7 separate regions of the Mus musculus genome follow, and regions 2, 3, 4, 5, 6 and 7 are each linked to region 1. A link is a contact called in public HiChIP or PLAC-seq and promoter capture Hi-C data. All regions are on one chromosome and are shown on one strand. Each heading gives the region's core, a stretch centred on a gene start, on an enhancer-like site or on the middle of the called end of the contact. The rest is flanking DNA. Distances are from core to core; before and after follow the strand shown. Region 1 holds the start of Akap7 (A kinase (PRKA) anchor protein 7). Region 2 holds the start of Stx7 (syntaxin 7). Region 3 holds the start of Arhgap18 (Rho GTPase activating protein 18). Region 4 overlaps Arhgap18 (Rho GTPase activating protein 18). Region 5 overlaps Arhgap18 (Rho GTPase activating protein 18). Region 6 overlaps Arhgap18 (Rho GTPase activating protein 18). Region 7 holds the start of L3mbtl3 (L3MBTL3 histone methyl-lysine binding protein).

The links. Promoter capture Hi-C pulls out the DNA fragments that hold promoters and counts their contacts. HiChIP or PLAC-seq counts read pairs in DNA pulled down with a chosen protein or histone mark.
Region 2: a promoter capture Hi-C map of liver shows a contact between it and region 1, with 3 times the contacts expected there. The contact joins the promoter of Stx7 here to the promoter of Akap7 in region 1. A contact is called at or near these places in 4 of 39 promoter capture datasets (hippocampal neurons, liver and pre-B cells).
Region 3: a promoter capture Hi-C map of liver shows a contact between it and region 1, with 6 times the contacts expected there. The contact joins the promoter of Arhgap18 here to the promoter of Akap7 in region 1. A contact is called at or near these places in 8 of 39 promoter capture datasets (the C10 cell line, the HPC-7 cell line, the SN4741 cell line and 4 more) and 1 of 115 datasets of contacts at active chromatin or transcription factors (pancreatic cancer cells).
Region 4: a promoter capture Hi-C map of pre-B cells shows a contact between it and region 1, with 4 times the contacts expected there. The contact joins the enhancer-like site here to the promoter of Akap7 in region 1. A contact is called at or near these places in 4 of 39 promoter capture datasets (the C10 cell line, hippocampal neurons, pre-B cells and 1 more) and 1 of 9 other capture datasets (adipose tissue).
Region 5: a contact with region 1 is called in a promoter capture Hi-C map of hippocampal neurons, with 5 times the contacts expected there. The contact joins the enhancer-like site here to the promoter of Akap7 in region 1. A contact is called at or near these places in 7 of 39 promoter capture datasets (the 3T3-L1 cell line, 3T3-L1-derived adipocytes, cranial neural crest and 4 more), 2 of 115 datasets of contacts at active chromatin or transcription factors (large pre-B cells and pro-B cells) and 1 of 9 other capture datasets (liver).
Region 6: a contact with region 1 is called in a promoter capture Hi-C map of liver, with 2.6 times the contacts expected there. The contact joins the enhancer-like site here to the promoter of Akap7 in region 1. A contact is called at or near these places in 2 of 39 promoter capture datasets (frontonasal cranial neural crest and liver) and 1 of 9 other capture datasets (liver).
Region 7: a contact with region 1 is called in an H3K27ac HiChIP or PLAC-seq map of embryonic stem cells, with 8 times the contacts expected there. The contact joins the promoter of L3mbtl3 here to the promoter of Akap7 in region 1. A contact is called at or near these places in 2 of 39 promoter capture datasets (the HPC-7 cell line and pre-B cells), 7 of 115 datasets of contacts at active chromatin or transcription factors (the 230-238 cell line, embryonic hindbrain, embryonic stem cells and 3 more) and 2 of 9 other capture datasets (adipose tissue and liver).

What each region holds. Positions count from the first base shown.
Region 1 is chr10:25,295,326-25,299,364 of GRCm38.p6, reverse strand. It overlaps Akap7 (A kinase (PRKA) anchor protein 7), which reads left to right and starts at 2,286. Exons shown (of 8, transcript NM_001379238.1): 1 at 2,286-2,437. Gm40617 (predicted gene, 40617) reads right to left here and starts at 756. Exons shown (of 6, transcript NR_166644.1): 1 at 548-756; 2 at 150-247.
Region 2 is chr10:24,146,347-24,150,733 of GRCm38.p6, reverse strand. It overlaps Stx7 (syntaxin 7), which reads right to left and starts at 1,445. Exons shown (of 10, transcript NM_001358563.1): 1 at 1,326-1,445.
Region 3 is chr10:26,770,817-26,774,652 of GRCm38.p6, reverse strand. It overlaps Arhgap18 (Rho GTPase activating protein 18), which reads right to left and starts at 2,141. Exons shown (of 15, transcript NM_176837.2): 1 at 1,957-2,141. The coding sequence starts at 2,069.
Region 4 is chr10:26,797,908-26,802,035 of GRCm38.p6, reverse strand. All of the region lies in intron 1 of Arhgap18 (Rho GTPase activating protein 18), which reads right to left. Among named protein-coding and RNA genes, the nearest start is that of Arhgap18, 27 kb to the right of the region's middle. Within about 2 kb of position 2,290, at least 226 of the 459 cell types and tissues checked have an H3K27ac peak or open chromatin away from gene starts, as enhancers often do. A contact at or near this core is called in adipose tissue and pre-B cells, where this site is marked.
Region 5 is chr10:26,888,957-26,892,835 of GRCm38.p6, reverse strand. Arhgap18 (Rho GTPase activating protein 18) reads right to left here. Exons shown (of 15, transcript NM_176837.2): 12 at 2,964-3,104. Among named protein-coding and RNA genes, the nearest start is that of Gm30534, 75 kb to the left of the region's middle. Within about 2 kb of position 2,090, at least 14 of the 459 cell types and tissues checked have an H3K27ac peak or open chromatin away from gene starts, as enhancers often do.
Region 6 is chr10:26,847,493-26,851,694 of GRCm38.p6, reverse strand. Arhgap18 (Rho GTPase activating protein 18) reads right to left here. Exons shown (of 15, transcript NM_176837.2): 3 at 1,585-1,820. Among named protein-coding and RNA genes, the nearest start is that of Arhgap18, 77 kb to the right of the region's middle. Within about 2 kb of position 1,669, at least 10 of the 459 cell types and tissues checked have an H3K27ac peak or open chromatin away from gene starts, as enhancers often do. A contact at or near this core is called in liver, where this site is marked.
Region 7 is chr10:26,372,386-26,376,538 of GRCm38.p6, reverse strand. L3mbtl3 (L3MBTL3 histone methyl-lysine binding protein) reads left to right here and starts at 2,467. Exons shown (of 22, transcript NM_001359254.1): 1 at 2,467-2,838.

The DNA.
Region 1 (4,039 bases), core at 1,037-3,536:
AAACCAAGCCTTGTGTGTGTGTGTGTGTGTGTGTGTGTGTGTGTGTGTGTGTGTAAGATAAAGTTGAAGCCCGGTGAAGTAACATGTGAACGCCTTAGTTATGATTGGCTAAAATAGTTTAAAAACCCCAGTCTGGCACCGCGACTCACTCACTCCCAGAGTCCTACGGAGATGCCGTCTCGCTGAGAGACCAATCCGCAGACCCGGATGCCCTGAGCCTGCACCTCGAACCCAACTCCAGCAGGACCTGAAAAACAGGAGACTTCGTGAACCTTACTTGACCAACCACCATCAAGCCAGGCTATCACATCGGGCCAGACCGGAGGTGTGTGAATGAGTGCGATCCCATTTCACCATTTACTTGTTTATTGCTACTTCCCAATACATAAGCTATTATAACCTAACCTCCAAGTCCGAGGTTTCCTTCTCGCCTCTGTCCTCAGTTCACGACAGTTCGCAACAGTTTTGTGACGCTAAACAACCACAGCATGTATGTAGAGCAACTAGCCCAGACCCATGCAGGATCTGTGAGCCTCTATGAACCAACCCTGCTTAGTTGATTCTGTGGGTCATGTTCTCCTGGTGTCCTCCACCTCACTGGCAGAATCCTCCAATTCTTTCTTCCCCTTTTCCTCAGGGCTCCCCAAACTCTGAGGGGGAGAGACTGGAAGGAGACTTCCAAGTAGAGAGCTTTCAGCTCAAGTTTGGTGTGGGTCTCTGCATCAGCTCCCATCAGCTGCCAAAGGCAGCCTCTCTGATGACGATTGGGCTAGGCACTGATCTATGAGTACAGCGGAATATCATTAGGAACCATTTGCGATTTTCTTTTTCTTATCAAAGGTCTCTGGGCTGTCCAGCCTCTGGTTCCTGGTCATGCTGTAGTATCAAGCATGGGCTTCCTTTTGTGGCGTGAGCTTCAGACTAGAGCAGTCACTGGTTGGCCACTCTCCCAAGATCTTTGCCTCCTTTGCCCCAGCACATTATTTCAGACAGGGTAGATTGTAGGTGAAAGGTTTGGGGGCTGGGTTGGTGTTCTGGTTCCTCCACTGAAGTTATATCCCAAGGCTAAGGATTACACCACAGATGTGTGGTTAAAATAGAAACACAGCGCTTTGGTTTTGTTTTGTTTTTAAAAGGAGGGAAATCCAGGAGTGGGCTCTTGAGCTGAAGGAAGACACCTCGCCCCCAAGCATCAGACCACACATGAGGTGCAGAACCCACGTCTCCCAGGTCTGTAGCGTCCTTTGTGAAGCCCGAGGAGGGGGGAGTGGGGGTAGTGCTCTACTCTTTGCAAACTGGCTGTCAACCTTGCTGTGTCAGTGCACTGCTCCTACTCCCCAGTTACATAAATACACCTTTAAAACAGAGTGGGGAGTAATCCTTACAAAGAGAAATGTATAGTCTACTTCCAGCAGGAAAAGGGAGGGCAAAGAGTTGTTTCTCTGTCTACTGCGTAAAGTAATCCTTATGCTTAAACGTCTTATCTGTACCCTGTCCAGTCCAGCTAGCATCGGCTGGCCTTTGAGGATCCTCTTGCCGCAAGCTCCCTTACTTATTTTTCGTTCTTTCTCTGTGATTAGATAGCCTGCTCCTTTAAAAAGACCGTTTTCCGTGAAGATCCACAAAAAGGGGCTAAGCAGGGAATTCTTCAAAGTTCCCTACCAGCTTTAAGGGCTACAGCTGTGGAGAAGAGACACACCACCATATTTTCTTAAATTAAAATTACATTCCCCAACAAACCAGCAGTAATACCACCATTTGCCCCCAGCCCGGAAAAAAACAGTAGCATTCTTTTCTACAAGACATATTCATATTTTAACTATTAAAAAAAATAGTTTTCTCTTATTTTATTCAGATACTGAGGAGCCTTGCCTGCAAAAAATTTGTAGATGATTTCATTTAACAATTCCAACTTTTAGCTCTTAAACTGCTGTTGAAAATGCTACTTTTGGGGGGGGGGTAATGGCAAGTAAATAAAAGCATCTCATTATAGCGACGTTCAAGGTCTCGCTATTGTATTGTACATTTTGCTCAGCCCGCCTATTTTGCAATCAGATCTGTGTTTCCAAAGCTCCACGCTAAAGCAAACACACGGGTTCTCAAGGGACAGCGGGCCAAGGAATGCTCTCTGGATCCCTGGCTCGCCCCTCCGAGCGTGGGACGGGAAGGGCCGCGCCGCAGGAAATAACCGAGGGCGGCCAGAGGTCGGAGCCCGAGCCCAGCACGGCCCCGGGGACCGCCCCGATCCGGGTATCCACGCCTCGCCGGGCCGGCCCCTTCCGGCTCCTCCTGAAGCGGCGGGTGCCGGGGATGCTGCGACTCGCGGGGCGTTGCGCCTCCGCAGGCCTGGCCGCCGCGGCCCGCGCCCCCGCCGTCCCGCGCGCCCCGGGCCCGCGCCTCCGTCTCTGCGCCGCGACCATGGAGCGCCCCGCCGTGGGTGAGAGCGCTCCGCCCTGCGCGCCCCGGGGCGGCCTCTGCCGTGGGGCGTGCTCGCCCGCCCCGCTCCGCCTCCCAGGCCGCCCGCAGCCCCACGCCCCTCGCGATCGACCCTCCCCCTACACCCTGGGCATCCCGGTCCAGCCCGGTAGTCCGGGCAGTTTGGTTGCATCCGTGGGTCTCCGTGCACCACTCCACTCCTCGAACCGAAAGGGGTGTACACACAAGTTGTTGTTTCTCTTACCTCTTCCTATCTTGTGACCCATGACCCAGAGTTTTGCAGCACATCCTTTCCTACTGTGTTGGGGAGGTTAACAAAATCAAGGGGGGAAAAAAAAAACTCCGTTTTATTTACCTAATTATTTTTTAAAATGGCAAATAGAAGCCTCTGAACACTGTCTTGTCTCATTTAGGGTTTTACTCGAGGCTTGGCAAGGCACACTTTAAAACGGGCGCCAATCTGCTGGCGCCCAGGATGTACTTCAGCTTGGGTCAACTTTCGTTGTATGCTGAACCTGGGTAGGAATTAGAGGTTGGACTCGGAGGGAAAGGGACTGGGAAGTAAGGGGAAAAAGGTGTTCTACAAGAACACCTACATGTATACAAAGCGTAAGAATATTAAAATAGGCAGTCCAAGCATGCTATGTAAATACTTTATATGTATGTAAATATAAATCAGGTGAATAATGTACATGCGTTTATAAATTTCATGTGAATGCAATTACTCGTATCACGTGAGGAGATGCCCAGAGTGTCCCTGCTTGAGATGTTTTTATAAGGTTACAGGAGTGTGGGTAATAGGCAGAAGGGAATAGGGTAATAGTTGGAAAGAGAGGACTCTTCTCACCTTTTTACACCGTGTGGCTTTGCAGTTTGGGATGCTGTTAGCGCATCGTTTCCCTATAGTGACAAAGCTTATGGCACTTGTCCAGTTTACTGGGTCCTTCCATTCATGTAGTGTCGATTTGTCAATTTCTCCTTAATAATTTGGATTGCTCCCTCTTCATGAGGCGCAAATGGAAGCACACTGGGTAAGTGGCCTGGTTGGCATGAAGTTTAAACATTTCTGGAGACCTACTCTGCTGTTTTACGTAGCTAGTCGAAGTAGATAGACCGTAATGAATGACAGGCCCATTCCATAGCTGTTTACAGTGCTGGGGAACCAGAAGAGAGTCTTGCCCAATGAAGGTGTGTTTTGTTGTTCAGATAGGAAACTTACTTTGTAGGACTTGGGCAGTCTGTCTGTCTGTCTGTCTGTCTTTTTTGTTTTCTGTTTGCTTGGCTTTGGTAGTGTTTGCTGAAGTGTCCCTGTGATCTGAGGATTTGAATGCATTTACTTTCTTGGCTTGAGAAGATTCTTTACATACATTCATGGTTTTTCTTACAAAAGCAATATTCACTTTAGAAACAACCTAGTACAGTGGTTGGAAAGTATTTGGCATTCAGAAACACTTCAGCTTTTATTCTTCCTTTCCTACCCGTACGTCTTGGGAACATGCAGTTTTCTAGCTACTTTTTGACTTATGCTTGTTTTTGTAACACTGGGGATAAAGCCTAGGGCTTTGTGTATGCTAAGTCAGCATGACCTTGACTGCGTATCTGC
Region 2 (4,387 bases), core at 196-2,695, 1.1 Mb after region 1:
CTTCCATATGAGTATTCGGTCCACAAGTGCATCTTTGCCCAGCTCCTTCATCAATCCAAACGCTACACTGTTTGGTTTCAGCTTAATTAACCAAGATTTTTTTTCCTCCACAGTTTCACACATTAATATTTCAAGTTACACTGAACCAGAGAAAAATCCACACAGACTTAACTGTGGGAGTTTTATCTAGCAGTACTAGTAGACATAGAGGTAATATTTCCCTGCAGTACTGGGGACTGAACCAGGGCCTTGTGCACACACCATTTAGTGGCATATAGCTCAACATAATTATTCATAATTTTCCACCAGCAGCGTATGGATGAACTTGGGATAATAATCAGAATTAGAAACGACTGTTAATCAGGAGCAGCATAAGAAGTGAGCTAGCTGAAGGAAAAGAACCCAGAGGTCAGTGAGTTAATACTGTGTTCTATTAACTTCCCCAGACACTGGGAAACTACAGCCTCGTTCTTAACTAGTCACAAGCCTGGGGGCCAACTTCGAAAGCAGCTTGCAAAGCCGAAGACCCATCGGCACCACAAGGCACAATTTAACAGTGTTATCAATCTCTGTTCACTGCGGCTCAGAGTACACCTAAAAGAAATGCCTACCTCCAACAGGACCAAACCAGTGTTTCACAGTTAATTCCTTTTATTTTCCTGATTGTGGAAAACTTGTAAATAATAATTCCTGACAAAATACGAGATCTGACGCAATCAAAAATTGATATATGCATATAAAATGCAAGCAAAATTTTAACAGCTATAAGGAAAAATTAGCATTTGACTGTAAAGCTTCCTTCCTCTTCCCACCCTCGTCCAAGCTTTTTTTTTTTTTTTGGTCTGAATTTAACCTAGAAAACACATATGCGAATTCTCGAAATACCTTGTTACCTTGTTATGTGTCTTGCATAAATCAATTGAAACGAGCACAAGGTAGGTCAAAGAAAGTTAGCTTGTGTGAGTAAGGCCAACAGCCAAGCAAAGGCCCTGGGCCGCGGAACGAACCTGTGGCCAGATGACCAGGGCCCATCGCGTTTCCCTTTCTGTTCTTCGGAGGAGAAGTTGACAGAGAATGGGAACACGGTCGTAGCCTGCCAGGATCTGGCGGTAGTATCCGGTCCCCAAGGCTCCATTGCCGCGCGCCCCGGTGCTCGCACGTCGCGTCCCGGAGTCCGGAGCGGGGCGTGGGAGCCCGAGAGGGAGGCGCCGGCCCTGCGCCCTGGGGAGCCCCGCTCTGCGCACCCCAAAGCAACCACTAGCGAGCTGCAGTTCTGAGGTGTCCCTCCCGCCCCCCTCTCCCCCGCCTCTGCAGTCTCCTCTTACCCTGACCTCGCCGGCTTCCTCGGCCACCTCCAGCCGCTGTCACCCGGGGGCCCACTGCCTGGCGCAGCCGGTCTCAGCTGATGGGCGGCGGCACAAGCACGCCCACTGCGCATGCTCGGGGCACAGCCCCAGGAAGGAGGAGGCGGGGCTTGCGTCTCTCCCATTGGCCAGTGACAGCTGAAGCTTGGAGGGACTGGCAAAATTGCTGGGGAGCCAAGCTCTGATGGGTGACAAAGTGATGTCTATGGGCAACAGAAGAGGAAGCAATACAATAGAGAAGAGCTGGGTTCTTTATTCGGAGGCGCCAGACTCCCTGGACTGAGGGAGCACTCTCAGCTTTTAAAGGTTCTGTTTCCTAACCCTCAGCTCTGTGGTAGACTTGACAACTCCATTTTTAAAATGTCACTGCAAAAATGTCAAGGCAATCCTAGCTAAAGCCCCGGAAGGATAAATGAAAGATAATCTCCTAATGCCCACTTGATAAAGATGTTTTCCTGGCTCATAGTTGGTATCGCATCCTTGAAATACAGGATGTGGTTTTCCCAGGCTTTAAGAGCACACACTGTTCCAACAATAACTCTTCAAGCATGTGACCTCTCGGATGAGAAACATCAGTTGTTCATGTGAAAGAAATACTTTGCCAAATTAATTAGAATAGATTGCCTTGGATTTGCCTATAATTAAGATGGTGTTATTTCTGGAAAGAGCATGAAAACACATGATACCAAAAGTTCGATAGACTTCAAGTGGAGGTAGGGGGAATCCATACTATTGTGAATCAGAACCACAGAGCAAACTGTATGTTGGTTGGTTTTACACCTGCAAGCATACGTAGATGACTTAGGTCAGACTCAAACACAGCGTCTTCTCAGTAGGATCCACCCAGTGGATCAAAGAACATGTACTCATTTAAAGTCATGTGATTCAGCTCGGGCCATGGTGAACTGTTGAGGTTTGCTGTTTTGTCCAGCACTGGAAATTGAACCAAGGTCCTTGGACATGAGAGGCCTTCACTCTGTCCTCTATCTCCAGTGGTTTTTGTTGTTGTTGTTGTTGTTTTTGAAACAAAGTCTACACAGGTTACCCAGATATTAACCTTGAACTCACTCTGTAATCCAGGTAGACCTTGAACTTGCAACCTGCCTCATCGTTCAGAGTACAGACCTGTATCATTGTCCCGGGTTGTTTGTGGTTTTGTTTTGAGGAATGAGGGATCAAACCCAAGGCCTCACATTTCAGGTAGTTGATCTACCCCTGAGTTCTACCTATCATCTCCACTGTGAACTTTTAGAAGTATTAGTCCATCATAGTGACATTGTATGTTTTCCAAGATACAGAGGAAATTCAAGTTTTTCTTTGAAATCTCTCCCTTTTTCAAAATTGTTTTATTTTTAAAAATCATTCTTTGACAAGGCAATAACCTCTAATAGAAAGTCATGTTAGCTGTTAAAGCTACAGAGTCCCTTTTAGAAAATCTGGTTCTGTTTCCTCATAATACAGATTAAGGAACCTGAAACACCAAACACTTCTAAGTCACACAGGTAATTAGGAACAACAAAGCCTTAAGTGTCCTGTCCAGACTCTTGAATCCTTCCTGCCACCGGATCCAGACAACTAATATCTGCTGAGAGTCTATTCTGAAGCAACTATCAAGCCTTGCACTACAGATTTCAAATTGAGTAGAATATGGTGTTTTCCTATCTGGCAGTGGTACCCTCCACATGACACCACATGCTGAGATGGAGATTTATACAGAGCCTAGCGGTAACCCAAAAGATGACTGCCTCGCTGTAGTGTCAGTAGTGGTTTTTGAAGTAAAAACAGGAACGAAATTTTTAAAAGTTATATAAAAGTTTCACTGGAAGACAACATGGAAAGGAACATCTCAGCCAAAGAAGAAGTGTGCATGTTTATTTTCATGTGTATAATTTATAATGTGTAAATGTTTACTTTATTTGGATAAAGCATGTTGCGTGAACTCAAAAGTCAAGACCCTAAAAATGCAAATGAGATTCTTAAAGCAAATAGCCTCTGTCCCACGTTAAATGACTGATGGGAGTTGAGCTACTACAAGATATTGAGGAAAGGTACTAAGTTCTCTTACTCCCTGCCACATAGGAAAGTCTGGGAGAAGAAAATTAAAGGGAAATACTACAAAGAAGAAAGGCAATAATGTAACAATATCATGCCCATAATGTAACAATACCGTGCCCATAATGTAACAATACTATACCCATAATGTAACAATAGCAGGCCTCCATAAAAAACTTCATCAGGGCTGGAGAGGTTGAAGGGCCCCACTAAGGCAAATAAGATGGAGAAGGGGTGAGGTTAATGTGACAAATATTTAAGAAGACTTGTACAACAGCTGGGTATGGAGAGCTAAAGAGAGGATTTGTGACATGGACCTGATATCTAGCGTGCTTTCCATACGCCCTTCCCTACCACTCTTGCTGGAATCTTGGGCTGGGTAGAGAGGGCCCTGGAACTCAGAGACCTCTAGGTTGTCCTACTAGTCACTGGCTATACTGGGGCCAAAGCTGGGCATTCCAAATCAAATTTTGAGATTGCTCCAAGTTGTCATTTTTTAAAAAGTATAATAATTGGATTCCTTCCTAGTCATTTTAATTCAAAGAGAAAAATTAAGTATAATACTCGGCTAAACGTAGAGGCTCAGAGAGTAAATGGATCCCAAAGACATTCCTGACAATTGTAGTACTGTATTTTATTATTTAGTGGCTATTTAATGGCTCAGTAAAGAAATGAGCATGACTTAATTTGATCCAACATTTCTGAATATATTTCATTATGACTGTTTTTATACTTAATATGAAACATATGACATTTTGAGGTTTAAAGAAGCATATAACAAGACAGCAATCTTCAAAGCTGCTAATGTCCTCATGATTGTTCCTAATCCCAGGTAACTCCCTAGGTACCCTTTAAGTAATGTTAGCATATTATCTTAGTTATTTTTCCTGTGACTCTATGAATACTGTGGCAAAAGCAAATTAAAGGAGGGTTTTATTTTGACTCACATTTTTGAGTTACAATCTATCATG
Region 3 (3,836 bases), core at 892-3,391, 1.5 Mb before region 1:
AGCCCTATCTGTTCCACTGCTCAAATCCCCCCTCACTCCAGGAAGCCTTACTTCATGCCAACTCCAGTATCTTAACCTCTTCCAGGCTAAACAAGGAACCTCCCAAAGTTACACTGTGCTAGCTGATATGTTACTAAGCTTCAGGGTAAAAATTAATGAAGACTGCTTCCCCCTCCCCTCCTGCCTCAAACCAGTCTTTGACCTTCTCCCCACACCCCAGCATCACTACCTATCCCTCATGAAAAGGCAGTCCCAGAAAATGGTTGGTGAGCATTTTGGCGGCTAGCTGAAAGGTCTTTTACAGCCCATCTAGAGATGTGTCCTGACACATATCCAAGGCCTACTGCTCACCCTGTTTTCTCTGCCCACCTTGGCTCTGCTTCTGCAATAGCTGGAAACAACACAATACACACATTTGTTCCACCTGCTCAAGTCTAAACCTCCCACAACAAACTACAAACTTGCAAAGATGGATGGGAAAGAATGGCTACAGTTTCATGCACAAGCTTCCCCTAAGAGACTTTGCTACACCTGAGCGGGATTTCTGGAGTTTGAGTCTGAACAGTGGGATGAAGGTTGGGACCCAAAGTCCCAGCGCTTTTAATTCACTCTCACAACGGAGACCCAAGACTCAGCTCAGTCCTCAAGCCCACCCAGCCTGAAGCCAGTGACAAATGAAGAACTTGGGAGCTCACAGTTTGGGCTATTTTAACTGTCAGAAGGAAGACAAGCTAGGGCTGCTTACTGTTGGTTTGCTGTTGCTGGCTGCTTGCTGCTAAAAGATGAATATTTTACTGTCCTGCAGAAGCATGCATGGAAACGCTTGATAAATCTCAAAGGAAACAAAATGGTTACATGTGTAGCCCCAAAGCAACCACTCCCTTTGAACTTTGGAAATGAGTTTATCCAATGGCCTCCATACAGAGGGCAACAAGTAAGAAGCAAAGTTCCCCAGGCAAGGTCTAACCTTTCCTTTGATTTTTCACACGCCCCACGCGGTTAAGGATTTGGGAAACCAATGAAAGAAGGCATTCTTTTCTTTGGAAGGCACAGGCGTGAAGTACCCAGGAACAATAAAGTGTTCATTATCACCTTTAATATCAAGATGGAATTGGACTTACTGATAACTTTTTTTTTTCAATCTTCCAGGCCAATGTTTGCAATTTCTATCTAAGACTGGAGATTACTGGTTTCAGCTAGGGAGAAGGTCATTAAGGCGAGAAAGGAAGAGGCAGGGGAAAAACCAACCTTGAAAAACAGAACAAAGTACACAGAGAGGCAGAGAGGACTCTGCGACTCAATGGTCTATAGAACGTTTGCCCTATCTGCCTATAAAGTGATTTTACATTAACCACGCTCCTTCTACCAACAGAGTACTTACTGCCTGCTGACAAAAACTCCCCTTTGAAATCCCAAGAGTGCAGGGAGGGGTGTGTTTGGCTGTGCGAGTAATCTACACACACTGAAGAATGCGAACAGCACAGCCACAGGCCACTGACTTGGGCATTTTGCCCAAGCGGTCTGCTTTCAGAGAGAGGAGGAGGGTGCCACTCTCAAAACAGCAAGAAGAGTGACCAGCCTCCCTGCTATTTGGCAGACTTTCCCAGCTAACAGTTCCAGCGGCGTTTTGAGCCCATTCAAGAATTCCATCTCCCAGAGAGTGTTTCCGATACAGTCATTTGATCAGTCAGTATTTGCACATGCACCTGCTAAGCAACTGGTCGGAGCGCCACAGAGTCACCTCCCACACACCCCCGCCCCCGACTCCCCCCATCCTCCACTGGTAACCAGAAGGGCTCTTGCACTCGAGTAAATGAGATGCAAAGAACTAGCCAACCGCCTATGTTGCAGCGTCAGGTCAGGCTTCAAGTACAGAGGTGATTCTCTCCGCTCTTGACAACTTCCCTGTCACTTTGTTCCTTGGGCAGGTAGAGGGTTTTTGTTTTTCCTCCTTACCTGGAGGTGGCTTCGTCGCCTCCCTTTACATGGCTGTCCCCAGCGACCTGGTCCTTGCCGCTGGGGTGGTAAGCAGTTAGCACAACTCCCGAGGAACTCGATAGCCAGTTCATGGTGAGAGAAGGGGCATAATTTCTGGGATTCTGACACAGAGGGGAATGAAGTTCCTGTCTCGCCTGACCAACTTGCTCATTAGCAAGGGCCAGCCCCTCCCCTGTCCGGGCCAGCGATTCACAGGGAGAGAGGCGTGGCCTCTCCCGCAGAGCTTCCTGGCCCTGCAGTTACAGGCTGTGTGTGACTCACAGCTTTGTTTAAACCCGGCAATCCCAGGCTGCAGCAGCCGCCGCTGCAGCAGCAGCAGTTGTTAAGGGGGCCTGAGGAAACCGTGGTTAGGACAGAGTCTTTTCCCTTCCCCATGTGTTACTACTACCTGATTATTTCTGCTGCTTCGCATCACTCAAGGAAGGCATTCCTTAACCCCTTCAGGCATTCGACATTCACCACAGCCAAACCAAGAAGCCCAATCAAAGGTCACAATGCCATCTGGCCCACCAGAAAGGCTTTGCTTTCCGCTACAAAATATACTGTGTTATTGTGTGCCCTGCAATATCAAGCACACCTTTTTTTTTTTTTTTTTTTTTTTTTTTTTTTTTTTTTTTTTTTAATCAAACACTATTTGGGAAAAATAAACTTTAAACTGTCTACCTAATGCCTGTTAAAAGTTAACAGTCAGCTGGGCTTGGTAGCGCAGGCCTTTAATCCCAGCAGAGGCAGGCAGATTTTTGAGTTCGAGGCCAGCCTGGTCTACAGAGTTTTAGGACAGCCAGGGCTATACAGAGAAACCCTGTCTCGAAAAACCAAAAAAAAAAAAAAAAAGTTAATAGTCAAAATAAGAAGTTCCAACATTTGCTGAGAACCTATTACTTTCCAGTGGTGGGGTTGGGGGTATGCCCAAGAATACTCCAGCTTGTGCCAGACACAGATACACACACACACACACACACACACACACACACACACACACACAGAGAGAGAGAGAGAGAGAGAGAGAGAGAGAGAGAGAGAGAGAGAATATTATTAGAAAGAGTATAGCCAGTGGACAGGTGAAATATCTTGACCAAAATAAGATAGTAAGTGCCAGGAGATGCCCACCTAGATACCGCCTTGTTTAGTCAACTGAAAAAAGCAAGTTCAAACATCAGTTTTAAAAAATCATTTTCTGGGTTTCCTAGTCCTAAAAATTAAAAACAAAAATTCTTGCTCTTTGATATATGTGACAATCTCAATTGAAACATTTTGCTTGATATATATTTTATTATTTTACACACACACACACACAGAGACACACACACAACACACATTTAGATGAAATAGCCCTGGCTGGCCTGGAACTTTCTGTGTAGACCAGGCTGGTCTCAAACCATAGATTTTCCTATTTCTGTCCCCAAGTGCTATTCTTAGAACCATACCTTGCTGCTGCTGCTGCTGCTGCTGCTGCTGCTGTTGTTGTTGGGCTGGTTACTGATTTGCATGTTTGTGTGTCCCTCCAAGTGTTTGCTACAAATGTTCTGGTGCCCCAGAGGCTAGGGGAGACTGTCTGATTCCTCAGAGATGGAGTTATAAAGAAGTTGAAAGCTGCCCATCATAGTGCTAGGAACCAAATTCAGGTCATCTGGAAAAATAGCATATGCTTTTAACTACTGAGCCATCTTTCTAGCCCTGACTTTAGCCTTGAACTTGCTACCCAGTTGAGAACATTAAATTTGGGGATTCTCTGGACAAGTATATGCCAGTAGTCCTGCCAATTGCAACTGTGACTGTCAGTCTGTATGGGAGTGGGTGGGGAGACTGAACCCAGGCAAGGAAGCAACCAAAGGGTC
Region 4 (4,128 bases), core at 1,041-3,540, 1.5 Mb before region 1:
TGCTTGCCTCCTTCCGTGGCTTTCGGCTAGCGTCCTGACTTAACAGAATCCAGAAAAACAAAAAGCCAAAAAAGGGAGAGAGAAAGTCAGACAGACAAACAGACAGACAGACTGAACCAAACCAAAGAACACACACAGTCTGATCCTAGCCCTCCTCCAGCACATAGGTAGCAAATGTACAGCTTGGTCTTCACACATGTGTTCCTAACAACTCGAGTGGGGGCTGTCCCAAAGCTATTGCCTGTATGGGGAGATGGGATGGGGATATGGGATGGGATATGGGATGGGATATGGGATGGGATATGGGATGGGGATATGTTCTTCTACCTGGGCTGCCTTGTTTGGCTTTAGTAGGAAAGGATGGGCCTAGACTCACAAACACTTGAAGTGCTGAAGGGGACTAGATACCCAGGAGGGGATATACCTGCTCAGAGAAGGGGATGTGGGAACAGAAAAAGACTGTGGGAGAGTGTGACTAGGAGGGGGCAGTGAGCGGGATAAAATAGATAAAAATAAAAAAAAAAAAAAGAAGAAAAGAATGACATTAAAAAAAAAAAAAAGAAAAAAAAGAAAAAAGAAAAAAGGAATGTCAGAGCGACAGAGCAAACAGGTCCAGAGGAAACAAAAGCAAACCCTCCAAGACCTTCCTGATGGATTCCTGGTGTGGTCAAGTGTATAGAGTGATGGAAACATGGATTTCTGACACCTGGGATATAGGATAAAATTCTTAAGGCCTGTTACTAAAATCAACCCAAACTCAGCATAGTGTGGTATTCCAATGACAACCTGACCATGTTTTGGGGAGGACTGTGGAAGGACTTTGGAACTTTGGGCTAGAAAATCCATTCAGTATTAAGAGCTCTGTGGGATGTTGTGTAGAAGCTTGGAAGATGAGTACAAGGAAAACTATTCCAAAGGATGAGAAAAATTATCCCAGAGCATCACCTCACACACTGATGTCTGTACATACATGTGTGCTTGTGTGTGTGTGTGCTCATACACACACACACACACAGAGAGAAAACAACCTGCTCAAAGATTCTATAAGTTTATATTCTAGAACAGATATAATACTGGTCACACGTACCTGAAAAGAAGTAAAGAAACTAAATGGGACACACACACAAACCAAGTCTGACTTTTTAAAATTCATTCACGTAATATATTTTTATCAAAGAACATTCCCAAAGAAGTACATTGTCTTCAAAGGACATTCTTAGATAATACAATCTCACAGAAAGCTCTATTTCTCTCCTGCTCGTCTTTCATTTTTATGCTATACTTTGAAATAGTTTTCTCGGACTTACATACTTCAAGAAAATTATATTATTATAGTGGTTGAGATTAAACCGCAGACTTTCTACATCAAAACATAAAGCACACCTCAGTTATATCTCCACCCAGAAAAGTGTTCTTTCTCTGGACTGTGGACTAAAGGTAACAAACACAGCATTGCAATCTATTTAACTGACCAAATAAAGCCCCCCTGGAAGAAATTAAGGAAAACCAACCTGCTCTTTTCATTAGTCCCATTTCCTTAAAATTTCTGTTGTGAAATAATTTGTGCCGGGTGCTATCACATAAGTGTGTAATCACGGTACTCCAGAGGCAGAAAGAGTACAAATCTGAGATTAACCTGGGCTACAAAGTGAGACCCCGTCTAAAGGAGGAAGAGGAAAGAGAAGAAGCTATTAATTAACAAATTACCTCAAGCATAAACCAGTATGATGTCTTTCATATTTTTATTAGTGTGAATTATAGAGCAATATGATAGGTAGGAAGAGAGAAAGCCCTAATGGGTCATAAAGTCGTGAAGGATAGAGGCTGGAAATGTTAGAGGCTCTCCTACGTCACAGTACTCCATTTACCTCTAACAACCCAGTAAGGAAGAAGCACATGGTGAACATGGTAAACGAGAACACCACGAGGGAATCACAACGGATGGAAAGAAAGCTGGCCAAGAGTGCAGGGCCGCTCTCACTGGAGACTGTCACACAAACACTGAGAAACCAGCAATGATGACTACTTTCTGTCCTTGGGGTGTTGAAGATGGAAGCCAGGCCTCTGCGCATGCGCAGCAAGCAGGCCTCGACAGTGTTGAGATGAGTGCAGTAAGGCCAAGCTGTGGTGCAGCACTTGAAAACAAAGGAAGGCTGGGCAGGAAAAAAAAAAAAATCAAAAAAACAAAGCCAAGAAGAAAAAAACCACGTAGCTCAGTAACAGCCCCCTGGAGCAGGCCTGAGACACAAGTCCGGGATGACTCAGATGCCAGGAGTGACAAGCCAGCAATGGGACTGCAGGGGTCAAGGGGAAGTAGGAAAGGAAATGATGTTGTGGTGGCTTAGCAACATACACATCCTGACATATCTGTGGTTTCCCTAGCAGAAAATGCCTGCTGAGACATTCTGCATTCTGCAGCTGGGTTAAAATTTAACTGCAAGTGTAACAACAGTAGATAAGCTATAGAAACTTCAATGTTAAGATAGCATGTCTAAGAACGTGTGTGTGCGCGGAATAAAAACTAAAAATCAAGACAGAAAAACACAACCCCCAAAGGAAAAATACCAAGGTTAGCTCTGAAGTTGTGCTGTAAATGACCTGCGCTTCCTCTTCGGGCTGTTTTCAAATGTTTGATAATGAGAGTATCACCCAATACCACAGCTGAGGATGAGTGCCATGTGGTACCTTATTAGCTTCACGGAGGCGAACACACACACACACACACACACACACACACACACACACACACAGAGTCACTTACTAGCTTCACAGAGGCACACACTCAGACACACACTCCACTGGCTTCATGCTCACACTGGAGTGAGTTCGCTGAGTCTTCACAGCATTTGACACTCTTGGGGCCATCAAAGTCATGGTGCTTTGCCACTTGATGAGTCGCAATATTACTCACAGGTCAGACAGATTGACCGTACTATAGCCAAGCCACAAAGGTCATAAGGCTCTAGCTCAAAACACAAGTTATAACCTGAAGCTTGACCCCGCCCTTTCCTAGTGAAATTTCCCCTATGATCTCTGACGAGTCCTCTTAAATTACAGAAGCTATCAGCACTAAAATGTCTACCGTACTAAATATAGCTCTTCATGGTCATAAACGTGCACTGTGGACAAAGTAAGCAGGGAGCTGCTGTCTCTGCACAGGGTTCTGACCCTTCCACCTGGAGGCCGAAACAGGGTGACCTCAAGTTTAAGCCTAACCTTGTACCAAGTCAAAAGGAGTTAATAAACTCTTGTAGCCAAAACAAAACAACATACCCTGGGTGTGTTGCTTACTTTTTTTTTTTCTTTCTAATCACTGTAACAAAATATCTGAAGGAAAAACCATAAAGGGGGAGGGGTTGATGTGGGCCTGTGCTTTCAGAGAGAATTCAGTCTGTCTTGGTGGGGAACGTCTGGTGGCTCGAAGACCTTTCTCCACAGGCAAAAGTAAGCAGTAGCAGTTTTACACAAGGTGACAGAAGGATAATCGAGTCCCTATTCAAGAGGTGGTTTAGTGGTTAAGAGCACTGGCTGCTCATTTAGAGGTCCTGGGTTGGAGTCCTAACACGTGTACACACACACACACGTACACACACACACACACACACACAAAACCATATATAACTCTAGTTCCAAGGGATCCAATACGCACTCTGACCTGTGCTGAAAAGATAGCAGTAAAATTAAAAAGCAGGTTCTTGATGTAACAGTCGAACCGTGGCTATGTCCAACATCCACTAGTATGATGGCCTCGCCTCCTAACTCAGGGTGACCTCACCTCTATAACTCCCTAAAACGGTGCCCCAAGTTAGCAACCAAGTATTTACACACGTGAGCCTCTGTGGGCCAATTCAGGTTTAAATCATGGCCTAATGGGCAAGGTCACTGATATACAGAACAGAACCAGCTGTTCCTCAAGCTCAGGCTATAGACAGGGGACATAGAACGGTTAAGTGAAACTAGAGTTTGAAATTCAGCTTTACTACCCTGACCTGTCACCTTGAGTTGAGTTCCTTAGGTCTTGTGCCTTGGCTTCACAGGTCGTAAAATAAAAGCTGTGATTATGGTATTATATGGTTACAAACCTGAAGGTTCTGGAAGCTGTCAGCCCATCATTCCTCTAAAAACTAC
Region 5 (3,879 bases), core at 841-3,340, 1.6 Mb before region 1:
TCAGCTGGGGGCTCCACAGGGAGACTTAATTCTTAGTTCCCTACTCCAATTTACTTTTGTAGCAGAAGAAAATTGAAATGGTTATTTTCGATAAATGATAATCAGTATAAATGGATTTCCTAGGTACCATGGATTGGAGAGAATTTAGAGGTAAGATGAAATTATGGTAAACTCAATGAAATAAACACTTTGTTTGCTATATTCACAATATTTTGTACTAACACCAAAGAGGGTTGCTGGTGATCCAGCTCAGTGGGTAGTGTGTTTAGCATGAACAAATCCACTGGGCACTGCATAGAAGCTGGACATGGTAGTATTTATCTGCAATATAGCTCTCTGGGGTTGAGGCAGGATGGTCAGAAGTTCCAATTTGTCTTTTGTTATTTGTGAGTTTCAGTCCATCCTGGACCATAGTTGGGTCTCCTACATGATCACATATTCTCTCTCTTCCTACCTCCTTCATTCCGTCCTCCCTCCCCTGCATCCTTCCTATATAAACATACACACACACACACACACACACACACATTAAAAGCATGGCCTACAACACAGTAAAATACTATATAATCTGTTTATACTTTTATTTATTTATTTTGTATTTACTTTGCTTAAAAATGTTCACTTCCATGGTTAATAGAGATGGTCTATTTTGTCCAGTAATGTCTGTCTGTCTTTCTTTCTTTCTTTCTTTCTTTCTTTCTTTCTTTCTTTCTTTCTTTCTTTCTTGTTTGTTTTTTAGATAGGGTTTCTCTCTATAGCCCTGGCTATCCTGGAACTTACTTTGTGGACCAGGTTGGCCTCGAACTCAGAAATCCTCCTGCCTCTGCCTCCCAAGTGCTTTGATTAAAGGTGTGCTCCACCACCGCCATACCATTTAGGGCCTGGGCTGAACATTAAGATGATTTAGCTGAAGAATCAAGGAAGAAAAGTGATAAAATACAAGGCAGTGGGGGTGAGGTGGCTTACACTGCACTCAAAGGGATCGGCTGCAGGGCCAGCCATTTGCTGGACAGTAGCAACCTCCTACTGGTCACAAAACCTAGCCTAAAACTTCCAGTTTTGATTTTTCAGTTCTAGCACTAGAGGATGCATGGATGGATGGATGCTTTCACAAAAAAAATCATCTATACACAAGTAAATTTCATTTTGTGCATTTGTTTGCTCATTTATAATTTTTTCCTATGTATACGATTCTAAGATACCAACTTGATTCTTTGATGCCAACCTGAAAGGTAAATTTCTGGAATTGAATTTAAAAATTTCAATCTAAAAGATAGTCCAAACTGGCCCCAGGTGTGGGGCTGCGACCCTAGGAATGCCCTCTGCAGTCAGTCTACACTTCTTTCTTCTTGCAGAGATGATTTGTTTTCACAAATAAGCTTGAGCCCCTCTGAAGCCTCCTGATGCCTGCTTCCTAGTATGCAGTACCTGGCGCAGGCTTCCTTCACACACACACACACACACACACACACACACACACACACACACACATACACACACAAGTTAGTCTGAGCTGCCTACTTCTGTATAGGGTGGGAAAGCAAGCATCCAGCTTTGGGCCTCTTTGAATAAGCTAATGGGTGATTAGGACTTGGTATCTTGGATCAACAGAATTTGGCTAAATATCTGAATTTTTTTCAGAAAAGGAAAGGGCACTTAATTTGGCCTCAATTTGAACAGCCAGGACTACAATGCCAGTCCCCTCTTTACATTGTATTTGAGGTATCAGAGCACTCCAAAGTGAAAGAAAAATGACCTGTAACAATTCCTTTCTAGCCCTATTTTAAAATTAAGTTCTAAAACAACTATAAACAACATTGATAATTTCCCTTACTTCTATTTTGTATCGTTTAGAGATATTTACAATTGACTTTTAAAACATTTTTACATCTCTAAGAAAGTATTTTTAAGAGAGAGCTACAAATGGGTTCGGGCCAAATATATATATAATTTAGAGACCCCCCCTCCTTCATCCCCCAACCATAGCAGACCATAGGAGAAAAATTGGTCAAAGGCTGACAACTGCACTTTCATAGTTTTCCACAAGATGGCAGCATGCAACTGAGCAACTTCCGTTGGGGCGAGGGGTGTTTTCCCTTAAGCAGAACAATAGAAGGCCTCTCCCTCATTCTGAGAGCTGCCACCAGAGCATGGCTAACTCAATTCATAAATATATTTTCATGCATATTTCATTCTCGTAAACATGGTTCTTAATATATCCATCCCTACACTAGTTTGTAAATCTAGATCTTTTATCTTAATTTTCTTCTCTATAATGTAAGTTAAAATTCCTCTGATCAAATTACAAAGCTTAAATACTTTTCATGGATCTAGGATTGATCTTCTGCCTCAAGATACCCCCAATCCAGTCAAGTCTCTCTATGAATTCTTATGGATGAAGCTTAGTGGAGTGCTGAGGAATTTCACTCAGTAGTGGGCATCTGAATGATACAAAAGGAGTGTGTGTGTGTGTGTGTGTGTGTGTGTGTGTGTGTGTATGTGTGTGTGTGTGTATGTGTGTATGTGTGTGTGTGTGTATGGGTGTGTATGTGTGTATGTGTGTGTGTGTGTATGTGTGTGTGTGTATGTGTGTGTGTATGTGTGTGTGTGTGTGTGTGTGTATGTGTGTGTGTGTATGTGTGTGTGTATGTGTGTGTGTGTGTGTGTGTGTGTGTGTGTGTATGTGTATGTGTATGTGTGTGTGTGTGTGTGTGTGTGTGTGTGTGTGTGTGTTTCCCTGAAGGGGAAAATTGAGGGTAGTCTTCTCTTGACATTATTTCTTTGTTCACCATTACTAAACTCCACACTGAGTCCTAACACCTGACCAACTTTCAATATTGGTCATTAGAAGAAAAGAAACTGGTCTCCTTCATTTATATTCCTACCGAGGCACAGTAAACAGGAGAACATTGCAGTGGAAGGACTTAAATCACAATAATTATAAACCCTCAGGATTTGCTTACACCATTTGCAGTTTTATCTTGCTTTTCATGTTTTTCCCGGTCATAAGCCATTTTCTTCAGCAATTTCTTCATGGCTTTCCTTTCCTTCTTTTGATTCTCAATATTCTGTTTCCTCACTTGGATTACAATAAATTTAGGGATCTGTAAAAAAAGAGAAAAAAAGAAAAAAGAAAAAAGAAAACAAGAAACTTCAGCTGGAGGAAGAAAAATATACAGAACCTTTTAAAACAAAATACTTTAATCTTTTTTTCTTGCTTTTAATTTCAAGAGGATTAAAAGTTCTGTTTCTCCTGGCTAAGCCATTTAAATGTACCACTCATTAACTCTATGAAAAGAAATGAACCATGAACTCTCTTAGACCAGGAACAGGGCATCCACTTGGGGTAATTTACCACCCACTGTGGAAGGTTCCAAAAGAGACTTTGTGAAGTTCAAGGACATACTGGCCTCCCCACGCCATGGATGTCAACACAGGAGGAGATTCCCTGAGGAGACCTTTTGGAGGCCAGCACCTCCGCAGTCGTTCCTTAGCAACTACCTCTCTCCAGCTCCTATAAGCTAACCTACACGTCCCTTCCAACAAACCAGATGGCCTCTGCTGTCGGAGAATAAAGAAGTTTACCGATCAACAAAAGCCAAAAATTTGTCAGTGGTACTCCTAAAGACACACTATCCTTCTAAAGATAAGGAAAAACTTATTCTTAGAAATTCTATTAATAACCAAATGTTTTGGGTCATTAAAATGTAGCTGTAAAATAATGTTGTTCTTAAAAGAGAAAGACATGTTAACTGGGCATTACTTTAAATACCTTTAAATACCTGTGTCATTTGCCTTTTGATAGAATATAAGAAGCCTTGAGAATCTAGGGAGCATCATTTTATATTTTTTAAAAATATTGAGATTAGTAGAAGCTCA
Region 6 (4,202 bases), core at 420-2,919, 1.6 Mb before region 1:
TGCTTTCTTAGTGGCCAGGGCTGGTCAGGAGGCAATGTTCTTTAATTTGGAAGGGATGTCTTATTGTTTATCCTTACTATTCCTTTTTCTATCATTGCAAACCTACTTCCATCCTTCAGCACTGGTAGATGTCCCAAACAACCACTGGATAGCAAACAAGGATGTAACTTACACAGTGCCTGGAGCAATCTAGTGACCCAGGAATTTCCCGTAAGTGGGTTGAATTTGATCTGCAGTTGGCCATGCAAGCAAAGTAACAGCCTGCAACTGAAAGGATTTTTGCAGAAAAGCAAAGTAATCACAAAAAGTAAAGGCTCTCTACATAACATTATCAAAAACAACAAAGTGACTTCTATATAAGCACCTCCATTCTGCTTTTTATGAAAAGCCATAACATTTTTACTGCCCTTTGCTTGTACTGTAAATCGATTCTCACGTTCAAACTGCTTACTATCAGAGTCATGTTTGAAAGTGGAAATGCTGCAGAAGAGAAAATGCTTTAAAGTCAGACAAAATTGGGCTTAGCATCTACAGGACATGGAGCAAGTTACTTAAAGTCTATGAACCTCAACCATAGGATGGCCATGATAGCACCTCACTCAGAAGATAGCTGTGGGGATTCAATTAACTCAAACAGGTAGAGCAGTTAGCTCAGTAGCCATGGTAGCAATTGCTACTGTTAATGTTGTCATTATTGAACCATTATTAAAGAATCCTTTCCAATGATTCTACTGAATATTCTAAACCAGAGCTGAGGGGGGCAGTAAGCAAAATCATCTGTGCTCTTAAAAATATCATTTAGTTCAGTGGATTTGTTCTTGTTGGTAGCAAAACCTGTTCGAAAAAAGTTCCATATGATGATTTCAATCCAATGCAAGCTCCTTATTTCCTTATAGATAAACTTTGGGTGCCCTATCAATGGACTATGTGCACAGCACTGTTCAGGGCCTCGCAGTTCTAGTACTTCTATTATCTCCTAAAGTCTCTTCATTTAACACTCTTCTATTTCCATCACAATCAGCATCATCCATGAAAACACTAACCATTTGGGTTGATGTTAATTCAGATCTATATGCCATATAAGGTGCAGGGGACTAAACACAAAGAGCATAATCCTTCACATCTCAAGGGCCCAGCTCCTGGGTTGCTATCACTTCCCTGATACTCCACTTCTACCTGGCTTTCAGTGAATTGGAAATTCAATGATTTCCTCAAGCAATAACTGATAAGGACTAAGTGCCCTGGATCCTGCTTTTCTATCAGAAACAACTGGCACCAAGCTGTGTAGACGGTCTTCTTCACGACTCTCTCCCACTCACTAGTGTGACAGGCACATCTACTCCAAGGACCCCATGCGCCCTAGTACAGAACTATTGCTAGGAATTTGAACTTGCTTAGGTATTTGTCTCTCTGGGGTAACTTCTAAAAGGGCGAAACTCAAGAACACTGGTTCACTGCCAACACAGTAACACTGGGTAGAGAACAGGTGCTCATAAAGTCTGTAATGACTTGATTTAAACTGGACTGGTCCAAAGGACTCTAAGCATTTCATCATTTGCTTTCATATCAAAAAAAAAATCTTACTTTTTCTTGTGCCTCTCTCTGTTGAGCAAATATGTCTCTGACGTCACGAATGTGGTGCTGTTTGTTTTTCTTCCTCAAGGTCTGGGAGACCGTTTCCACCCGTTTCTGAACAGCTGCTGCCTGAGTCCGGGTCAGTGTAGATAAAAACAGAATGCTTTCCTGCGGGTCATCAATAGACTCTCCAAAAAGATTGGATAGACCTGCTTCTTTGAGCCATTCTTCTTCCAGTTCTCCCTCTAAAATAAGTTTAAAAAAATAAGAAAGAAATGGTTTTGAAATCACAAAGAATAAAAACGTTAATATTTTTAGACTATCCGAAATCCTGACTGAAGTGCTTCTGTTATAACTAAGCCACGAACAGAACTGAGAATTATTATTCGAAACTTGGACAACTGCCATTCTCCCTGGCCATAGTGATAGCAAATTTTGGGTCAATTTCATATATACTTAATTAAAAATTCTAAAATTGTTTCACATGTAATTAACCTCTACAAGTTCCTGCATATTAACTAGGGAAGGCTGTCCCGTCGTCCTCCTAGAGGTGAGCAAGCATGGAGAAATAACACATCCCAGCGGAGGACGCAGAGGTTGGTGTCCCAAGCCTGCATGGAGGCAGGGTTTCTTGGCTTGAGTTCAAGGCTATCTTGGAGCCCAACACCTATTTCCAGAAGGGTTTGTTTTCTCAGTTCCATGTAGCTAATGAGACATATGGCAAGGTAGTGAAGAAAAAAAAAAAAAGTAACAGGGTATTTCAAATTAAAGTTTCTATTTTTTTTTCTCAAATGTGTGCATCAGATAATATAGATATTCAAGAATTTTTAAAGCACATTATTTTCAAAGAAAAAAAGAGAGAGAGTGTGTGTGCCTGAAAGCTAAATAGATAACGGAATCAAGTGAAAACAAAAAAAGTAGGAATTCAATTATAAATTATAGTTGCCTTCCATGTCTGTGGTCTCCACATATGAAGATTCAAGTAACCTAGATTCGATGTGCTGCTAAAAGTAGTGCCTGATCTGAACATAGGTATCAACTATTTTTCCATTTCTTCCTTCCTCCCTTTTCTTTCTTTCTTTCTTTCTTTCTTTCTTTCTTTCTTTCTTTCTTCCTTCCTTCCTTCCTTCCTTCCTTCCTTCCTTCCTCTCTTCCTTCCTTCCTTCCTTCCTTCCTTTCTTCATCTCTTCCTTCCTTCCTTTCTTTTTCTTTCTCTCTTCCTCTTTCTTTCTTTCTTTCTTTCTTTCTTTCTTTCTTTCTTTCTAGACAGAGTCTCACTATGTAGCTCAGGCAGAACTCTAAGTTTTGGAGCCCCCTGTTACAGACTCCTTTATGACCTACCTAAACACAATATCACAACTATCTATATAATAGTTTGCGCATGGCATCACACACTCTAAATGATATGTGATGGTTTCAAAATATAGGAGTACATAAATAGGTTGATGCAAATTCATACAACACATTTTAGTATCTATCTGTTGATTTGGATGCTCTAGGCTCTAGAGGTCCTGGAACCAATCATTTCCTGTATATCAAGTGATTCTACATTATCTAAGATCTAATGAAGCTTATAGAAAAACAGATGGAAAACTAGAATAGAGTCACCTCAAGTACCATGTTTAGAAAGAAATAAAAAAGGACAGGTAACAAAGGACACAAAAATGTCTATACCCCATTTCAGAACTGTCACTAAATATAATTCTGCCTTTTTTCGTATGAACTAAATGAGAGCTATCAGAGCTACTTCCTGACCAAATATCATGATATTTTGCAAATGTTCTCATCTGTGCCACTCATGACTGCTGTCTGTCCTTCTGCACTTGAGTAACTCCTTGAATGTAGAAATCAAGCATCAATAGCCTGGGCCTCAAAGAAAACAGCTGGGCATTGTGATTATTGATGAATAGACAGGCTAAACAATACTCCAGATGTGCCAACCCAGAGTGATGGTGAGGAAGGAGTTTGACATTGTCAGCACAAGGAAAACAATATTGTTATGCCCACTTAGTACATTGAAATTAGAAGGAAAACTCAAACTATTTAAAATCTAGGAAGAGGTGGGCACTGTGGTTCCTGCCTTTAATCCCAGCACAGGAGGTAAGGGCACATATATCTCTATAAGTGGGAGGCCAATCTGAGCTATATAGTGAGTTCAGGAGATCATCTCAAAGAAGGAGGGGGAGGAGGGGGAGGAAGAGGAGGAAGGAAAGGAAAAGAAGACAAAGAAGACGAAGTACACGAAGAAGACGATGAAGACGATGAAGACGATGAAGACGATGAAGAAGAAGAAGAAGAAGAAGAAGAAGAAGAAGAAGAAGAAGAAGAAGAAGAAGAAGAAGAAGAAGAAGAAGAAGAAGAAGAAAGATGAAAAGAAGAAGCAGCAGCGTCAGGAGGAGGAGGAGGAGCAGAAAGAGGAGGAGGAGGAGGAACAAAAATATGAGTATACAGAGTTATGTCCATTGGTCTTTATCATCTGTTAATTCAACTTAAGTTTGGAGAATTATCAAACAGCCAAAGCTTAAGTGTGGTTTTCCCTAAGATATTGTTTCCTACTGACCAACTGGCAAGTTACTTCTGTCTTGAAACACAGACTGAAAGACGATAATAATTATGACAAATAAGAT
Region 7 (4,153 bases), core at 1,218-3,717, 1.1 Mb before region 1:
ATACAAATCTCATTTAGGATGCGGAAAGAACGCGCAAGTTTCAGACTTTATTATGCATTCTTCCAGTCCCGAAAAGGGCAAATGAAACTCTGTACAAGCGAAGAACTTTATTTCCCATTTTATTCTTGACCTGTGGCATGGATCTAGCCCCTGGTAGCAGTGGTGTAAGTCCAGGGCCCACTCTTTAATGGCTGAATGCACACGTTTAAGCAGCACATGGTGGATTCGCTGCTCTGCAAATTGCTGTAGAAAAAAAGTAAAGTGCAAAAGCAGACAAAGAAATCTATAACCTTCTCGGTCTTTCACATTTGTTTGGGCCGTTCTTTGAAGCAGCTCGGAGCAGCGACAAGGATCGCGGAGAGATGCACCTGAAGCAGTTGTGTGCGGGCGGCCGAGGCGGCCGAGCCGCTCAATCGCGGCTTTCCAGCGGCGAAGGCGCAGCAGCAGTCAGAGGGAAGGCAGTGCGAGCCTCCTCGGCAGCGGCGGCGGCGGCGGCACCGGCACCAGCGCAGTTTCCCCTCTCCCCAGCCCTGACTCTACGCGCACATGCGCACTGCGCCCGCAGCCCTGGACCATTTGTCAGGACTACTCGTGAGACGGAGAAAAAAAAAAGAGAGAAAATTTGGGGGTAAGGAGCGCTTGATCAGATCTAATCTCTAATTAATCTGCAGATCAGCCTGCGCCAGAGCCATTCATTGATTTTTTTCTGGGTGAGGATGAAAGTTCTGAGACCTAGAGAGGGAAGGAAGCGCACCCTCGTCTTGGGAAAGAGATCAGGGGAGGGGAAGGAAAGAAGGGGTTTCTCCCCCACTTCTCTGCGCCTCTGGGAAAGAGGAGAAAACTTAATCCCGGGGAAAAAAAGTGGGCAAGTGACTCGGAAGCGGCTGGAGGGGGAGTCTGTGGGCATCTCACTCTGAAGTAGTGAGTGCGAGTGCGAAAGAGGAACAAAAGAGCGAGAAAAGAGAAAGGAAAAAATGGGGGGAGGAGAGACTTGTATTTTTTCCTCCTTTGCGCGCACACGGGGAAGGGTGTGGGGGGCCGTGCGGAAGGGAGCGGGCCAAGGCGGCCGCGTTCGGCCGTCGCCCGCGCGCAGGCAGCGGGATGCGTGTGGGCCCCCTCCCCCCGCCCGGAGCTTGTCACTTTGGTCGCTTTTTTGACACCGGGTGCTGGGTGGCGGCGCTGGGGGGGGGGGGGGGAGCGCGGCACCGCGGGGCTGCGAGTCCGGGGCGGCGGTGGGGGGGAAACGCGGCGGAGCCGCAGCCTCCCCGGGGGCGCCGAGCGCGGTCGGCCTGAGCCTAAGGGGGGGAGGGGGCGGCTTCGGGAGGGGACCGCGGGCACGATCGGTGCGGCGGCGGGAGGACGCGAGCCCCGGCGCGCCGCCCCTGCGGCCCCCTCCGCCCGTGTGGCCTTTGTGCCGAGCGCGCACCGGGTGAGCGAGCGGGCGGGCGGGCGAGCGAGCGGGCGGGCGGGCGAGCGCGACAAGTCCAAGTACGGGAGACCGAGGCAGTGGGAAAAGAGGCCGGGCCACTTTGCTCGCCAGCCAGCTCGGCTGCGGAGAACCGACTGGTTGAATGTGGCAGAGGCGCGTCTCGCTGGCGCGGCCGTGTGTGTGTGTGTGTGTGTGTGTGTGTGTGTGTGTGTATGTGTGTGAGTGTGTATGTGTGTGTGTGTGTATGTGTGTGTGAGTGTGTGTCTCTGTGGCTGTGTGTGTCTGTGTATGTGTCGGTGAGTGTGTGTCGGTGTGAGTGTGAGCGCGCGCCGAGAGGCCTCCCTCCGCGACTCGCACCGCGCACACGCACCCGCACCCGCACGCACACCCGAGCCGCGGCGGGGCCGGCGGCCGAGAGTTTGCGTGTGTGCTCTCCCCGCTCGCCACCTCCCCGCTCCCCGCCGCCGACTGTGGGAGAATTTCCTAGAGATCGCCTCCAATTTCCGCCATTTTGGGAAAGTTGCACGGAAAAAAAAAAAGAAGAAGAAGAAGAAGAAAGAAATAAAGCCTCCGCTGGATTTTTTTTTTTTTTTTCCTCCTGCTGGAAGCAGGAAAGTGCTTTTAGGGAACGCGGCGGCGCGGGCTCGACACTGCCGTCCCCGCGGGGTGGAGGACGCGGGGCCGGGCCGGGCACCCGCACCGTCGCGGCGATCTTCTCCGCGCAGCGCCGCCGGTGCGGGCGCGGGCGTGCGAGCGAGGCGAGGCGAGGCGGTGGCGGGCTGCGGCGGGGGCCGTGGAGCCTGCAACTTGTTTACCGCCGCCCCGGGTGGCCGAGGCCGGCGGCCGGGGTCCGCCTCGCCACCCGTGCGTGCGCCGATCTGCGCTCATGGGCTACTGTCTGGTCCACGCTCGCGTCCTGGGCCCGGCGGGGCCGGCCTCGCGCAGCGGCGGCGGGGCGGGGGAAGTAGAGGCCGGCGGGGGTGGGGATCGGGAAGCGCAGGAGCGGAGGCATCCGCCGCGCGCCCCGCCAGCCAGCCAGCCGCCGGCCGGAGGAGGAGGCAAACTTGAGAGCGGCGGGGCCAGGGGCGCACTGGCGGAGGGAAAACTTTAATCGCCTTCTTGGGAGAATAGAAAAAGGGAAAAAGAGAAAAGGAAAAAAAAATCCAAAAGGCAAAAAAGTGCATGTGTGTGGGGGTTTCTAGGACCCGAACCTCACGATCGGATCTGATCCGATCACGGCCCACCGCGGGGCCGTGAGAGAAAGTTGACCAGCGTGGCGGCTTTCTTCGCGTCCGGCCGTGGTGTCTGTCTGTCCGTCCGCGCTCCGACCAAACGGGTGGGAGATCCAGCCGCACTGCCGGGTCGCGTGGGTCAGGGCTCTTGCCCCACCCTTCCACGGGGACACGAAGGTAAACTCGCTTTGGTTTTTCCTTCTCTGTCCTCCTGCAGCCACCGCCCAGCTTCCTTTTCCTCTCCTTTCCCCGCTGATTTATTTTTCTTCTTTTTTTTGTTTTTTTAGGGGGGGGGGACCCGAAAAACGGAGTCTCTTTCCTTATGCAACTTTCTCGGGCGCAGTTTGCTGGGCCCATCCCCCCCGCCTTCTGCATCCCTTGGCCCGCTCCTTTGCCACCTTGGGGCTACCGCCAAAAGCATGCATTTAAGATCATCCAAAGTGCCCAGGAACAAAAATAGATGTTAAAGAATTGTTCTAAGTTAAGGGAAACTGAGACGAGAAATAAGAAACCGGTTTGAGTGTGTGTGTGTGTGGGGGGGGGGGGGAGGTGCGTCGCCTGGGATGAGTGAGTTGAATTTTCATTTCAATTTTCGTAGGTGGTTGGTTATGATGCCTTTATTGGTGTGGGGAGCCCGGGAAGCTCTGTACTGGCTACCTCGGTTGCGTGGATTTTTGCGCAAGTTTTTAGAAAAACACTGACTCGAGTAGAGAGCCGGAAAGTTTCAAGTGCAGCAAAATAGTGAGCCTGCAAAACTGGCCAAGGGGGGACCTCTAGTGGTTAAACGCATCTTAAGTTCGAGAGACAAGACCAAAGTTTGGCCTTTACTTGTAGCTACATGCAGTCCGTTTAGACGTGGAAGTAATTAGAAGACCTGAGTTGCAGCCAGATGTGAGAAAGGATGCTAGTCCGAAATAGAAGTTTTGTAAATCAGAGAACAATGACGTCTAAGCTTGCGGACCCTGTGATTTCCATCCTTTCTTGCATACAGTAAGAAAACCAAAGCTTTTTATTCTGAGATTTGAGATTGACACTCCCTAGATAAGAAAGTTTGTCTTCTGTTTACCATCATCTGTACCTCCGTTTTTTTTTTTTTTTATTTCCCCTCTTACGACTCATAGCAGGTAGCTTAATTCGGAATGTTAAGGAAAAGTCAAAATGAAACCTGTGCTTAGCACTTTGCAAAAAACTGAAAAAAAAACAAACCTGAAATTAGCTTTTATATGAACTGATCATTTTGTATGTGTCTCTGATGCATATAATCTCAGGCTAACAAATTATTCAACAATTTACGTATAAACTTACATAATATATACTCATAAAATACATAGTATCTTCTCGTAACGGTGTAATTTTGATTCACTGAGTAAAAACATTTATTTCAGTATACTTTGTATAATTTACGATTTAAACCACTTTATATATGCATGGGTTACATAACTATTTCCCAGTGTGTATTCTGTATTTAAAAAAAAAACATTGAATTTTAAGG